Regions from separate parts of the Sus scrofa genome. Here regions 2 and 3 are each linked to region 1. The links are chromatin contacts, called in public HiChIP or PLAC-seq maps. All regions are on one chromosome and are shown on one strand. Each heading gives the region's core, a stretch centred on a gene start, on an enhancer-like site or on the middle of the called end of the contact. The rest is flanking DNA. Distances are from core to core; before and after follow the strand shown.

What was found. HiChIP or PLAC-seq counts read pairs in DNA pulled down with a chosen protein or histone mark.
Region 2: a contact with region 1 is called in an H3K27ac HiChIP or PLAC-seq map of alveolar macrophages. The contact joins the promoter of LOC100153783 here to the promoter of SERPINB2 in region 1. A contact is called at or near these places in 1 of 47 Hi-C or Micro-C datasets (epiblast stem cells) and 1 of 2 datasets of contacts at active chromatin or transcription factors (alveolar macrophages).
Region 3: a contact with region 1 is called in an H3K27ac HiChIP or PLAC-seq map of alveolar macrophages. The contact joins the promoter of LOC100156248 here to the promoter of SERPINB2 in region 1. A contact is called at or near these places in 4 of 47 Hi-C or Micro-C datasets (adipocytes, embryonic fibroblasts, fibroblasts and 1 more) and 1 of 2 datasets of contacts at active chromatin or transcription factors (alveolar macrophages).

Annotation. Positions count from the first base shown.
Region 1 is chr1:157,884,592-157,889,067 of Sscrofa11.1, forward strand. SERPINB2 (plasminogen activator inhibitor 2) reads right to left here and starts at 1,934. Exons shown (of 8, transcript XM_003121697.4): 1 at 1,791-1,934. The coding sequence starts at 1,856.
Region 2 is chr1:157,935,351-157,939,826 of Sscrofa11.1, forward strand. It overlaps LOC100153783 (ovalbumin), which reads right to left and starts at 2,300. Exons shown (of 8, transcript XM_021099510.1): 1 at 2,168-2,300.
Region 3 is chr1:157,835,089-157,839,564 of Sscrofa11.1, forward strand. It overlaps LOC100156248 (serpin B8), which reads right to left and starts at 1,834. Exons shown (of 7, transcript XM_003353447.4): 1 at 1,683-1,834.

The sequences.
Region 1 (4,476 bases), core at 684-3,183:
AAAATGTTTCTCTAATGTGTATGAAAAAAAATAATAAATCAGAGATCAAAGCCAGAAAAATAAAAATAGGCTTCCCCTACACCTAATTCTTTGTAATGACCTACATAGTTCAGTCACTTTGACACTAACAAAATTTAAGAGGACTTTTAATACCAAGTTAGAACTTCAAGTGACTTTATGAAGAAGTAAAAAGTAAATAAGGACAGAATTAAATCATCCCATGTGCATTTACTTCTTTTCAAAATAGTCTAAATTTTATTTTTAAGATGAGGTGCAATTAACTGCCTTTAACATAAACATAATATTTGATGTCTTTATTGCAGTTACCAAATTCCTTCAGCCTCACTGTTTCATTTAACTTGCGTAATTACTTGCCCTGTAAACCTAGTAATTCCTGTTATATCAATGAAAGTAGAAAGATGTCTATTGCACAGCTAGATTCAAAGCCTAGATTGACTTTCAGTCTTCTGATTCCAGCCCTGGTGCTTTTCCTATAGACCTTCGAAATCAGGTTTGAGAAGTTCATATTTTTAGAAATCTGTGAAGGCATTATGTGGTGTGTGTATAATACATATATAAAAATATATAGGTAATACAATGTTTCCTGACTCTCCAAGTCCATGCCTTACATTTGAGTGGGAATCTGCCTAAAACGATGTAAAATTGAAGTTGCTGAGTGACATCAAAGAGCATAATCTCTCAGAACAGGTAACACCTGTTGTGAGTTTCTTACCACTAAGAGTAAGTTACACAATTTCATTAATTTTCAGATATTATACTCCTGATCAGTGTTTAATATTATCTTTAGAAGAACAGATGGAAAGCATATGCAGGACTGGGCTCTGTGATGTTTGTGTCAGTTCCCTCAACACAAACTGACAGATGTGCCACTGAAACTTGGCAGAGGTGACAAAGAACTCGGGAGGTGCTGCCAGCCACATTCTCCCAGTCTCTCTGATCGCTGGCAATGAAAGTTAGGTCTGGGTTTGCTATAGCATTCAAAAGAATTTTTTTTTGCAATGACATAGTGCATATATTTTGAAATCACAAAAATTAATGAGAACAAAGAGAATACAATAACTTCAAGGAAATTTCCCATTTGAAATTACCAAATTTCCCCCTCACAAAATCAAAAATATTTTCTGATATTTCAAGATTTTCATAATGAATAATTGTTTGATTATGGAGTATTAAATTATTTATTGAACTATCATTTTATTCAGTCCAGCAGCTAATTTGGCTGAGTTTTTTCTTTCACTAAATTGACTGATTATTGAACTAAATTTGATAAATATATTCTGGTATTGAACTGACCCAACCTAGCTTTCTGCTTAATTTCTGATTGTTTTAGATGAAAACTGAGTTATCCTTTTGTGTATATTTATAATACAAGGTATGATGACTTTCAATTATTAAATTAATAGTTTTAATCAGTCTAGTTATTTTCATCAAATTCAGTGCCAAACAGAAACTAGTAGAGAATATATACATTCTAAGCTGTTCAATAAAATTGACATTACAACCTGAATATATGTTTTTGGTGTAAAGAATGATACATAGGCATCTGTTGGCTTCTGAGATTTAAGATTAGGTCTCGCCGTAAACTTAATTAAAATCTGGAACTAAAATAATTCTGTTAAGCAACTAGACAAGAAAGAACCACCAAATTTTTACTCATCCTCTAAAAACATCCCATGTTTAAATTTTCATTATATTAACAATACCTATATGAAGTAGGAGAAAAATGAAACCAAATTTCATAGAGACAGACATGGAAATCACTGAAATACCTGGTTATTCTCTGAGGTACAGTCCGACAGGAAATGGACTTCTGAGGGTTGCTGAAGTTCAGACATGGGGATGACTGGTTTTATAAAGCTCTGCCCCTCCCACAGAGCATTTTTTTTTCTCTCTCTCTAATCTGTATCCTTTGAGTGATTCAACATTTTACTCAGAAAGACATCACTATAATAGAAATGCTTGTTTGCTAAGGCACCATTTAGGAAATTTGTTCGGAGGATGACGTCATTCAGAAACTTAAGAATTTAGCAATATCTACACATGCTGGTTAAAATTAACGAAAACCTGTCACCCCAGTTTCAACACTCCCCTCTTTAACTGTTCTCATCATATCAAATTCTGCAATATTCCTTCTATCTTTTGTCAAGGATAGCCTGTGAGCTCTTTGCAGTACTTAAAAGCAATGGAATCCTTTCTCTTTTGAATTTAGGCAGACCTCAAGCAACCTTTGGGCAAGGAAAGGGGGAAAAAAAAAAATCTTTTCGTTCTTAGAAATTCTCTGTTTTAAATTGTCTTACATTTTCTCAAGCTATAATTTCCTAAATAATTCTCAGCTCCACACTAATCTCCTGTCATAAACCACACCCAAAAAACTTTTCATTAAAACATAGATCTTATCTCTAATCAAACAGTGAAATTCCACCATTGTTTTAAGTTAATTTTTAACTCTGGGCAAATTATAGGTGTTACTTGGAAACAGTAATGTGGAAAACTTGATTCAGAAAATGCCTAGATTTTTAGATACAACCAAAGAAATCTGAAGAGTAAAAATAAAAGATTTGCTTGATGGAAGAGAATTCGAGTCTGAAAATGTTCATATTGTTAGAGCTTATTGAAAAGTGTCTGTAACACGTCGTAAAGATGGCTTCTCTTCTCTTCATTCTACTAGTATGTATAGGAAATAGCCAAAGAGAAAGAGATGAAGAGAAGTAAAACATCATGTTGGGAGTTCCCATCGTGGCTCAGTGGTTAACAAATCTGACTAAGATCCATGAGGATGCGGATTCGATCCTTGGCCTCGCTCAATGGGTTAAGGATCCGACATTGCCGAAGTGGGCCCAGGCTACAGTGGGCTGTGGTGTATGTCACAGATGAGGCTTGGATCTGGCATTGCTGTGGCTGTGGTGTAGGCTGGCAGCAATTCAACCCTTGGCCTGGGAACCTCCATATGCCGTGGGTGCGGCCCTAAAAAGACAAAAAAAAAAAAAAAATCATGTTGCATCTCAGCTGGTATAACAAGCTCCATGTTTATGATGGAGAGCTGAGTTGACAACCTGGAGTATTCCTGAAACCAAGCCTGTGGATTCAAGTCCTGTGGGAGATTCTAAGCTTGGCTGGCATCCACAGAGCCAGATTTCTCCTCACTTCATCTTGCTAATGTGAGTCTCTGGTCAAAAAGAAGTGGGTTGACCTAACCCAAACCCCTCATTATTATTAAAGGGACAATGAGATAGGTGTGTTCTTCTGCATCTGCATCTGGAGGTTAAATGCCAAACTATTCCATTTATTAATTTCTGGAACATCTCAGGTCAGACATAGAAAAAAAGTCGAATTTCACTTCGACAGTGATCTTTCAACTCTTAAGTTCCTCCATTAGACCAAAGAAACCTTTTAGGCAGCCGTTGATCCCCCCCCCCTTTTTTTAAGAAAATAGAGTTTATCAAGGTAAGAGATGATGCAAGCGCAGTGGTATGATTCCTAACTTTCAGGAGAGCCGACCAGCCATTGATCCTTTTATGGTATTTCACCTCCCATGTCACTCAGCCAGTTCTTTGCCTCAGTGACAATTCAGTGATGCTATTGCTAGGTGGTCTGGGTCTCTCCCTTTTCATCCTCAGTCCACTGGAGGGCCCCCTCTAGAAATGCAACCAACTTGTTCAACTGTTTTTAAACTACATATTGGCCACTCATCAGTCCACTGAGTCAATAGTAAGCATACCTAGAACTTTAGCCCCTTATTCCCACTGATCCAAATCTATGAGGTTCGCTTCACACCCCAAAGTGTCCATGAGATCCAGTCTGACTTCTACAATCTTAAGTGAATTCCTGCTACATAGAGCCACACTCCTTAGAGTTCAACTTGCAACATAACGATGTATGATTATTAATTAATTAATTAATCTTGTGTGTTCTAGTTATTTCATCTGAGTTGAGTTTCTATCACAAACTGGATTATATGCTTAATTCCTTGCCAGCAGCAAGAAAAAAGGAGGATCAAATGGGTACATACTAAATATTTTCTGAAAAAATGAATACAATGCTAAAACTCTCTAGAAAGGTCTTATAGTGTGGTGAGCCAAAATGTGAATTCTGAGAGACTTGGAAAGGTCTGATTTGAAACCGCTTTCGGCAACTTACTAACTGTATAATCTTGCCCAATTCCTCAGCCTCGCTGAGCTTGAATTTCCTAATAAGCTACCTGCCTGGTGCTGTTCCTTGCCTATGCAAAGGCAGTCCATTTTTGCTGTCCTTCTTCATGATTTTGTTTAGTATTATAAAGAGATTTCTTGACCTCAGGAAGAAGGACCTAGTTGCTGCTCTAGGAGGTGGATATATAACTTAGTTCTGGTCAATGAGATAGAAGAGAAGTCTGCTGGCGAATGTTTGGGGTAATTTTTTTTCCTGATATGAGGGATATTTGCAAAGAGATATCCCCCCACCCCAGTCCTACACTAT
Region 2 (4,476 bases), core at 1,050-3,549, 51 kb after region 1:
ACCAACTATACTTCAGCAACAAATAATTAGAATAGAATAGAATAACAAGAGAATGAACCACCCTTTGAGCACACTTTAAGGAGGCACTTGGGCTCAGTCATACAGGCACAGAGACAGCACAAGAAAAATGCCTCCTTAAATTGTGCTTGCTTAGGAGCTTTGCTTGCCTCACCCTATTCCTGGTGTGGCTCAGCACACCTGGTCAGGGTTTGGGATGCAGGAGGCTGCAAGTCTGTACTTTTGATGGCTGTATAAGACTGTTATCTTATATTGTGCCACAGATATCTTACAGAGCTTTGATTAAGAGATTGGAATTAGAGTGAAATTCTCCCCTGTCTGCTGCCATTGACACAAACAGTGTACCTCAGTCTTAGGGAAGTCAAAACATCTTAGGAAAAATTCTTGTTCATCCTGCATGTTTTAAAAGGGGAAAGAGACTCATTGTGGTAAGTTTCCTCAGAGAGCACAAGAAGTGGAAAATTTGTAGTTGCTTGGCTTGGATGAAAATATAAATAGAAAAGTCATAATTATTTCTTCTGAAGGATTTAAGTTATAAAATGTCTCGCCAATATCTAGAGGCCCATCAGCAACTTTTCTCAGCCTAGGGGTGTGGTTCCAATAAAACAGCCTTAAGAATTCCTACACAGAGAAGAGCAAGTTTAAATACATTGCTTGGGCTGTACGGCTGACATTTTATAGGGACCAGAAATGTTACCACTTGCTCAAAAAGTCACCGCTCTCTTCACATAAACATGGATGTAAAAGCCTCTAAGATACCAGTGTATTTCTGTTGCCTCATTGTCATATAACTTGGAATGGAGGTGGAGAGTGAGAAAAATAGGGGTCAGGTAGGATTCAAATTCACAAAAAATAGAAATAGATGTTCAGACTAGGACCCGTTTCTCAGAGTTTGTGAGACACTTGACCCATTGTTTCCCCCCGACCCCCACTCAACTGTTTGGGAATCCTGCCTCCTGATAACTCACATGGTCAACCTACAATCAAAAAAATCATTTGCTTTGCTGAAGAGACAATTAGTTGAAATGGTCAATCATGGGTCCTTATGACAAAGAGCTTTTAAATCAGGCAAGGGTGATTTCTAACATGACCTCTGCCTTTTGCTCTACATGTGAGGATTTCTCCAAAACTGCATTTATAAAATAGGGAGAGTAGCAGATATCTGACAAGTTTGTTTTGAGTGTTAAATGTAATAATGAATATAAAACCTCTAAATAGAGAAGTTACTCAATACTTCCTCTTCCCTTCTTGGATTACAGATTGAACTCAAAGAAGAATCATAGATTTGAGAAGGAAACTGTTGGGTCCCCAAATTAATTCTACAAATGGGGAAATTAAAGTGAGCTTAGTGGGGTCACATGACTTGCTCAAGTCCATACAGTTAGAAAACATCCAATTCAGAATGAACACCCAGTGTTCTTGTTCTGCCTTTTTCCCTCTAATTTACCAGATACAGACACAGCCTAGAAAAAAAAAAAGAGGAGCTAAATGTTGGTAGCACATACCACACTTACAAACAAATTTCTCATTCAGCTTCAGTTCAGTCATCATTAAATTCCTGACCTTAACCTAAGAATAAAGATTAGAGATAGAAATGGCTTTCAAAAGAAAGAAGGAAAGAAAGGAAGGAAAATGGCTTTCTACAATATTGCAAACCGTGACATTAAAAAGCTCACTTAGGGAGTTTCCTTCGTTGCTCAGCAGTTAACATACCCGACTAGGATCCATGAGGTTGCGGATTCAATCCCTGGCCTCAATCAGTGGATTAAGATCCAGAGTTGCTGTGAGTTGTGGTATAGGTCACAGATGCGGCTTGGATCCCGCATTGCTATGGCTGTGGTGTAGGCCAGTGGCTGCAGCTCCAATTCGACCCCTAGCCTGGGAATTTCCATGTGCCACAGGAGCAGCCCTAAAAAGAAAAAAGAAAAAAAAAAAAAAGAAAAAAAAAAAGGCTCACTCAGTGGGTGTGATTAACTGAAAAGAGAACCGCACTGCCTTGTTTTAAGTCTGCCTCTCACCAACGTCCCACAAACCATAGCACCTCTCATTGCCCTTTGCCTTTAATTACAACTAAAGTTATAAGTGGGGAGTCATCACTAACTACAAGGATCATGGCAAAGAAAATACAATTTAGTGTTTGCATTTTTACCTTGTCTTCAGGTTGGTTAAAGTTCTGCTTGGTAAGCCCAGAGCTATGTCTGCAACACACAGACACACACAGCACTCAGCACCCACAATGTGCTCCTCCCGTTTCTCAGAATTTGGTTGCACAAGTCATTTTTCCTTGCATTGTGACCTAAAGTATTTATACAAAGGGGTAGAGAGTGAGCCAGCTGACGTATGCATTGTAAAATATACTGCTCTCCTGGGTCAACATAGTGACCCAAGAGATGTAGGAAAAAAACAATGACACATTTAATGGCATAGATTTTATATAATAAATTGAGTGGTATTTAAAAATTAGCTGTAATGCATATGTCTACCTTGCACACACTGTCTGCCTGTGACAAAAAGTGCTGATGTTTAAAAGTCAGAGAGGAGACATTTGTCTTGGGAATGGATAGCATGTTTCTTTTCTTGACTCCTAAAATGAGACATAGTAAATGAAATGCTATTCTTTCTGACATAGAGGTGGGCAGGAATGAAGTAATCCTTATTTATTTATTTATTTATTTATTTTGTCTTTTTGCCTTTTCTAGGGCCGCTCCAGCGGCATATGGAGGTTCCCAGGCTAGGGGTCAAATCGGAGCTGTATCTGCCGGCCTTCGCCAGAGCCACAGCGACACCAGATCCAAGCCGTGTCTGCAACCTATACCACAGCTCACGGAAATGCCAGATCCTTAACCCACTGAGCAAGGCCAGGGACCGAACCCACAACCTCATGTTTCCTAGTCGGATTCGTTAACCACTGCACCATGACGGGAACTCCTGGAGTAACCCTTACTGGAGTAAGGGTTTCAAACTTATCTCATGACAAATGAGGCAGGATTCCCATGAGAAGCAAGTTATAGCTCAGCTGTAGTACCAACTCAGAATATGTATCTCAGAATGTCAGAGATGAAGAGCATCTCTTCAGAGATTTTCAGCCCCATAGCAATCATTTTATATTGTGGCCCAAAATATATGTTCAAAACTAGAGTTTCACCAGCAAAAAATTTTAAATAGAACTGCCATTTAAACTAGCAATTTCACTTCTGGGTATTTATGCTAATTTGAAAAGATATATGTGCACCAGTGTTCATTGCAGCATAATTTGCAATTAACCAAGATATGGAAGCAACTGAAGTGTCCATGGATAAATGAATGTATAAAGAAGATGTGGTATATATAAGCAATGTACTATTCCTTAGCCATGAAAAGTGAAGTCTTGCTATTTGCAACAACATGGATGGTTCCACAGAGTATTGTTAAGTCAAATGGCAGTGAAAGACTTATACTGTGATCTCAGTTACAGGAGAAATCTAAAAAACAAAACAAACAAACCACAAAACAAAATGAAAATAGACTCTTAGATATAGAAAACAACAATGCCCTAAATTATTTTCTCTAAAAATAAATACATGTATTTTTCTTTTTGTAATAAAGAATCCCTCCAACAAATTATTAGCTAACTCTAATTGGGTGCAATTAAACTGAAATCCAGGCACTTGTACTAGCTCCTTTTTATCAAATTACACATATTTATACATACTGAGAGATAAAAGCATTAATCTTTAAAAACAGTGTCCAGAAGTTCCTGTTGTGGCAGGTGGAAGTGAATCAGACTAGTATCCATGAGGGTGCAGATTCGATTCCTTGCCTCACCCAGTGGGTCAGGGCATCCAGTGTTGCCTTGAGCTGTGGTGTAGGTCATAGACGCGGCTTGGATCTGGTGTTGCTGTGACTGTGGCATAGGACAACAATAGCTCTGATTCAACCCCTAGCCTGGGAACTTCCATATGCCATGGGTACAGCTCTAAAAGCAAAAAAAAAAAAAAAAAAAAAAAATTTAAGTGTCCAAACTGCAAATACATGCAAAGGAAGATGAGGCTAATTAATTGAAGAAAAAAAATTTAAGGCAATAAGAAAAGGAGGGGAGGGGAGCCAGAATTTAGATCCTTTGTATTTCCATTAAATGACTCCTGATTTGTAGAGGCAACATAAAAACAGACACCAAATATTTGATTACAATAGGAAACAAATGCAATAGTTTTCCTTTTATAACTTTACAGTGAATTTTATTACATTATTTTACACACAGGAATAAAAACTTTGCACTATGGTCTTCACACAACAAAATTGGCAAATGCCCACCTTACTGGACAATTAGGCGGTATTTGGCTTTACCGCAATGAGTATGAAAAGGAAATGGCACACAGACCATAGAAAAATGCCCTATGGTCAAAAGGGGAAGAGGAGAAATGAAACAATTCGATTACAGATAACATAGGTAAGAGACATTCTGGATTCATGGACTAT
Region 3 (4,476 bases), core at 584-3,083, 50 kb before region 1:
ATAAAATGATGTAGTATTTGCATCTAACCTACAAGCCTCTTGTCCAACCTGTAATCCTCTTGTACACTTTAAATCATCTCTAGATGTTTTATAATCCCTGATACAATGTAAATGCTGTGTAAATAGTAGTGAAAGGAAATAGATTCAAATTTTGTTTTTTGGAACTTTCTAGAATTTTTTTCAAATATTTTAAATCTGCCACTGGTTGACTTTGCAGATGCAGAACCACTGATAGAGGGGAGGGCCAACTATATGCAGCATCATTCTCCTGGTGGCTTTGAATGCCTTCCTCCACTCCTGTTCCACTCCCCAACCCCGGACACACACCCAGAATGAATTTGTTCAGAGTGGGCCATGAATCACAGGAGGTTTATTTGAGCAGCTAGCTTGGAATGAGGAAGGTGCTACCTTCCATTTGAGATAAGTGGAACATACCTTTCCCAGGGATCTCATAAACAAGACAGCCAAGGGATGTTGGTAACCATAAGTAGGAGACTTAAAATGAGTGGAGGTTCTAGATGGAGAGATTGGGAGCCATCAGCACCCTGATTCCAGGAGCTTCTAAGTGAATGGATGAAATTACTTAGAATGTACAAATTGGTGGAATAAGGGGGAAAAAATCCACCCTGTTCTAGGGAATTTTTACAGGTAGAGAGAGGAAAACGACAAGGGATTGAGACCAACAATCAGGGATGTTCTTAGGGAAGCAGGGGCAGGAAGTGGCCAGAGCTGGAGGAGGAGGACAGGAGGGTAGCACCCAGGCTGGACCCAGGAGGAGGCCATTTGGGCTAGAAAATCCTGGACAGAGAGAAGTAGGAGCCAGAGGGCTGATAAGTACCTGGAAAGTGTGGAATTGATTCAGTTAACTACTGTGCCTGCGGAGGAGGAGACAAATCAGAATATGGGTTTGGGGTTTGTTTTGTTATTTGTTTTTTCCAGCTTGAGCGGAAGCAGGCAATAAAGAACAGATGAAAGATGTGAAAAAAAGAAAAAAGAAATGCAATAAATATGTAAAGAAAAAGAGAGGGAAGGGAGGGAGGGACAGAGAGAAGGAGGAAAGAGCAGAGGAGAGAGGAGAGGTACACCCAATAAGCTGGATCGCAGAGGGAACTCGCAGAGGTGCTGGAAGTGACGTTGACCCAGCACATCCCGGAACTTGCCCAAGGCTCCATAGAAACTCTGGGCTAGACGGCTGCACCCTGCGCTGCCCCCCTCACTCTCCCAAAAGTTTCCACAGCCCAGGCTTGGATTACAGGCCGCGCCTTCACTTCCAGCAAATCAGTCGCAGCACGGTGGCGTCAACAGGCCCTGTGTCACTCCCACTCCGGGGTCCACCCTCTGACCCAGGGCGGGTCTGCGCACCAAGCTCCTGCACTGGGTCCTCGGAGCCTGGGCCTCGGAGACTAACCTTAGAGCCCCAGACAAAGCGGGCCAGGGGGAAAGAGTGCCGGGGGGTAGAGGAGAGGGGTCCGAGGCGATCCCAGCTCCGCAGCCCTCCTTCCTGGATAACCGCCGCCGTCGTGTTCCTCTAGTCCTCTCTACGCCCATTTCCCCGCCGCCCCGCTCCCACTGTCTGTCTCTGGCCTTCCTCCCTCCCTTCTCCCCAGGCTCGGCTGGAGCTCTAAGCTAGAGGCGGTCGCTTTGGGAATCCGAGGGTTCGAGAGCCCTCCCAGCCCGGGTACCTGGGAGATTACTGCTGCTGCGGCGGCGGCGGCGGCGGCGGCTGCGGCTGCTATTCCAGTTTAGTGCATGCTTCGCCTCCGCTTTGATTTCGGGCAAGGCTTCCGGCGGTGACTCAGAACACCAGTGGGAGACTGCAGCAGGCAGTGCAATCTCTGATTCCTTCATCCCCAGGCCAGACCCTGGGTGGAGGCTGTGCCTCGCCGGCATCCTCTGGCCTAGGCCTGAGAGCCGAAGGCTTGGCGGAGGAGACAATTGCCTGGTCCTCAGAGGGTGTCTGGGGAAGGCTTTACCCCCTCGGAGACTGGTTTGTTTTCCTGGGTTAGCATGTTCGGTCTCCGTGTTTAACGCATGTATGGTAGAGTGTTTTCAAAACTGAGACTCCACTTTGAAAATTAACTAAAAGCAAAACCAGAATTCCTAAAGCTAGTCGTTTCCAAACTATTTTGGTAGGACATCCTTCAAAACAATTTTCGAGCAGGCGTTACCGATATCAAACACGAATTTATAGGTGCGTGTTTTAATCTTAGAGTAAAGCTTTGAAACACCTAATTTGAAGACCCATTGTGTGCGTCTGTGTGTGTGTGTGTGTGTGTGTGTGGTTTTTTAATCAGTTTATTTTTTGTTTATTTTTTATTTTTTAAATGATTTTTATTTTTTCCATCATAGCTGGTTTACAATGTTGTGTCAAATTTCTGCTCTATAGCAAGGTGACCCAGTCACATATGTGTGCGTGCGTGTGTGTGTGTGTGTATGTGTGTGTATACATTTCTTTTTCTCACGTTATCATGCTCCATCATAAGTGACTAGTTATAGTTCCCCGTGCTATACAGCAGGATCTCATTGCTTATCCAGTCCAAAGGCAATAGTTTCCATCTATTAACCCCAAATTCCCAGTCTATCCTCCCTCCCCCTCCCCCTTGGCAACCACAAGTCTGTTCTCCAAGTCCATGTGTTTCTGTTCTGTGGAAAGGTCCATTTGTACCGTACATTAGATTCCAGATATAAGTGATATCATATGGTATTTGTCTTTCTCTTTCTGACTTACTTCACTCAGGATGAGAGTCTCTAGGTCCATCCATGTTGCTGAAAATGGCATTATTTTGTTCTTTCTTATGGCTGAGTAGCATTCCATTATGTATACATACCACATCTTCCTAATCCAATCATCTATCAATGGACCTATGGGTTGATTCCATGTCTTGGCTATTGTGAATAGAGCTGCAATGAGCATGTGGGTGCATGTGTCTTTTTTTAAGGAGAGTTTTGTCTGGATATATGCCAAAGAGTGGGATTGCTGGGTCATATGGTAGTTCTATGTATTGTTTTCTAAGGTACCTCCACACTGTTCTCCGTAGTGGTTGTACCAGCTTACATTCCCACCAACAGTGCAGGAGGGTTCCCTTTTCTCCACACCCCTTCTAGCTTTGTAATTTGTGGACTTTTTAATTATGGCTATTCTGACTGATGTGAGGTGGTATCTTATGGTAGTTTTGATTTGCATTTCTCTAATAATCAGTGATGTTGAGCATTGTTTCAAGTGCTTGTTGGCCACCTGTATATCTTCCTTAGAGAAATGTCTATTCAGGTCTTTTGCCTATTTTTCAATTGCGTTGTTGGCTTTTTTCATTTGAGTTGTATAAGTTGTTTGCATATTTTAGAGTTAGGCATAACTTGAAACTGTTTTCTTCATTCTGTAAGTTGTCTTTGTGTGCATAATGGCCACACCTGGGGCTATGGAATTTATCCAGCCAGGGACTGAACTTCCACTTCTGCAGGGACCATGCCACAGTGGGAACTCCATAGTTTTAAGTTCAGTTTATTTCTTAACTTGGATTGATAGCTCTTATGAGAAAAAGCTTCTTAAGAAATGAGTTGATTTCAGATGGAATAAAGGCACCATTAATTTTCTAACTTTGACATTTGATTTTCCTCTTACATGCTAATTATGCAAAGATTTCTGGTTGAAATCTAACTAGTAGAAATCTCTATGTTCTTGAAAAATATTTGTTCTTGCAAACCAAATTTTTAAATATTTGTAACAATATGAAGCCCACCAAATCTTTTCTTTTTGTAAGATTCTAATGAAGCCTAGAAAATTGTATTTCCAGCTTAAGTGCCTGAAAATGAAAGTTTTGATATCTTTTTAGCAGTAATAGAAAATATCCAAGTAGACGTTCTCAAATTGATCACTCTACACTCTTTCAAAAGCAGTTGATTTTTCATTCATAGATAAGATGTACCTTTACCTAAAAGCAATCACTTGTGGTTTTTTTTGAAGAATACTTGCTAGATTGTCTACTACTAATAGCCACTTATGATCAGAGAAAAGGTCAGCACATTTGGAGCACTAGACTTTTTTTTTTTTTTTAAAAAGTAAGTAATTAACCTCTTTTTAAAAGTATTTTCCTATGAAATAATAAGCAGGCCTTGTTTTTCAAAAGATATCAATGGTTATCATGACAACTGCTTATTACAAAATATTATTACAATTGCTTATTACACTGCTTATTACAAAATATTATAAAAGTTCTACTTTATAATATCCTAGGCTGTTGATTTTAATCACAGAAATACCATCTGGTAGCATGACTCCTTTTCAATACCTTGCCAAAAGCAGACACGTGAAGATGCAACTCTTCAGCCCCTGCCTAATGTAACATTGGGTCTAGTGCTAGTGCAGAGTTTCAAAGAGCCAAGTTGAAGTGCAAATCCAAGGAAATATCCCTGACCCAAAAGTCTGTCCTGTTCTGCTTCCTGAGAGGAACTGGGAAAGTTAATTAGAAATCAGAGATA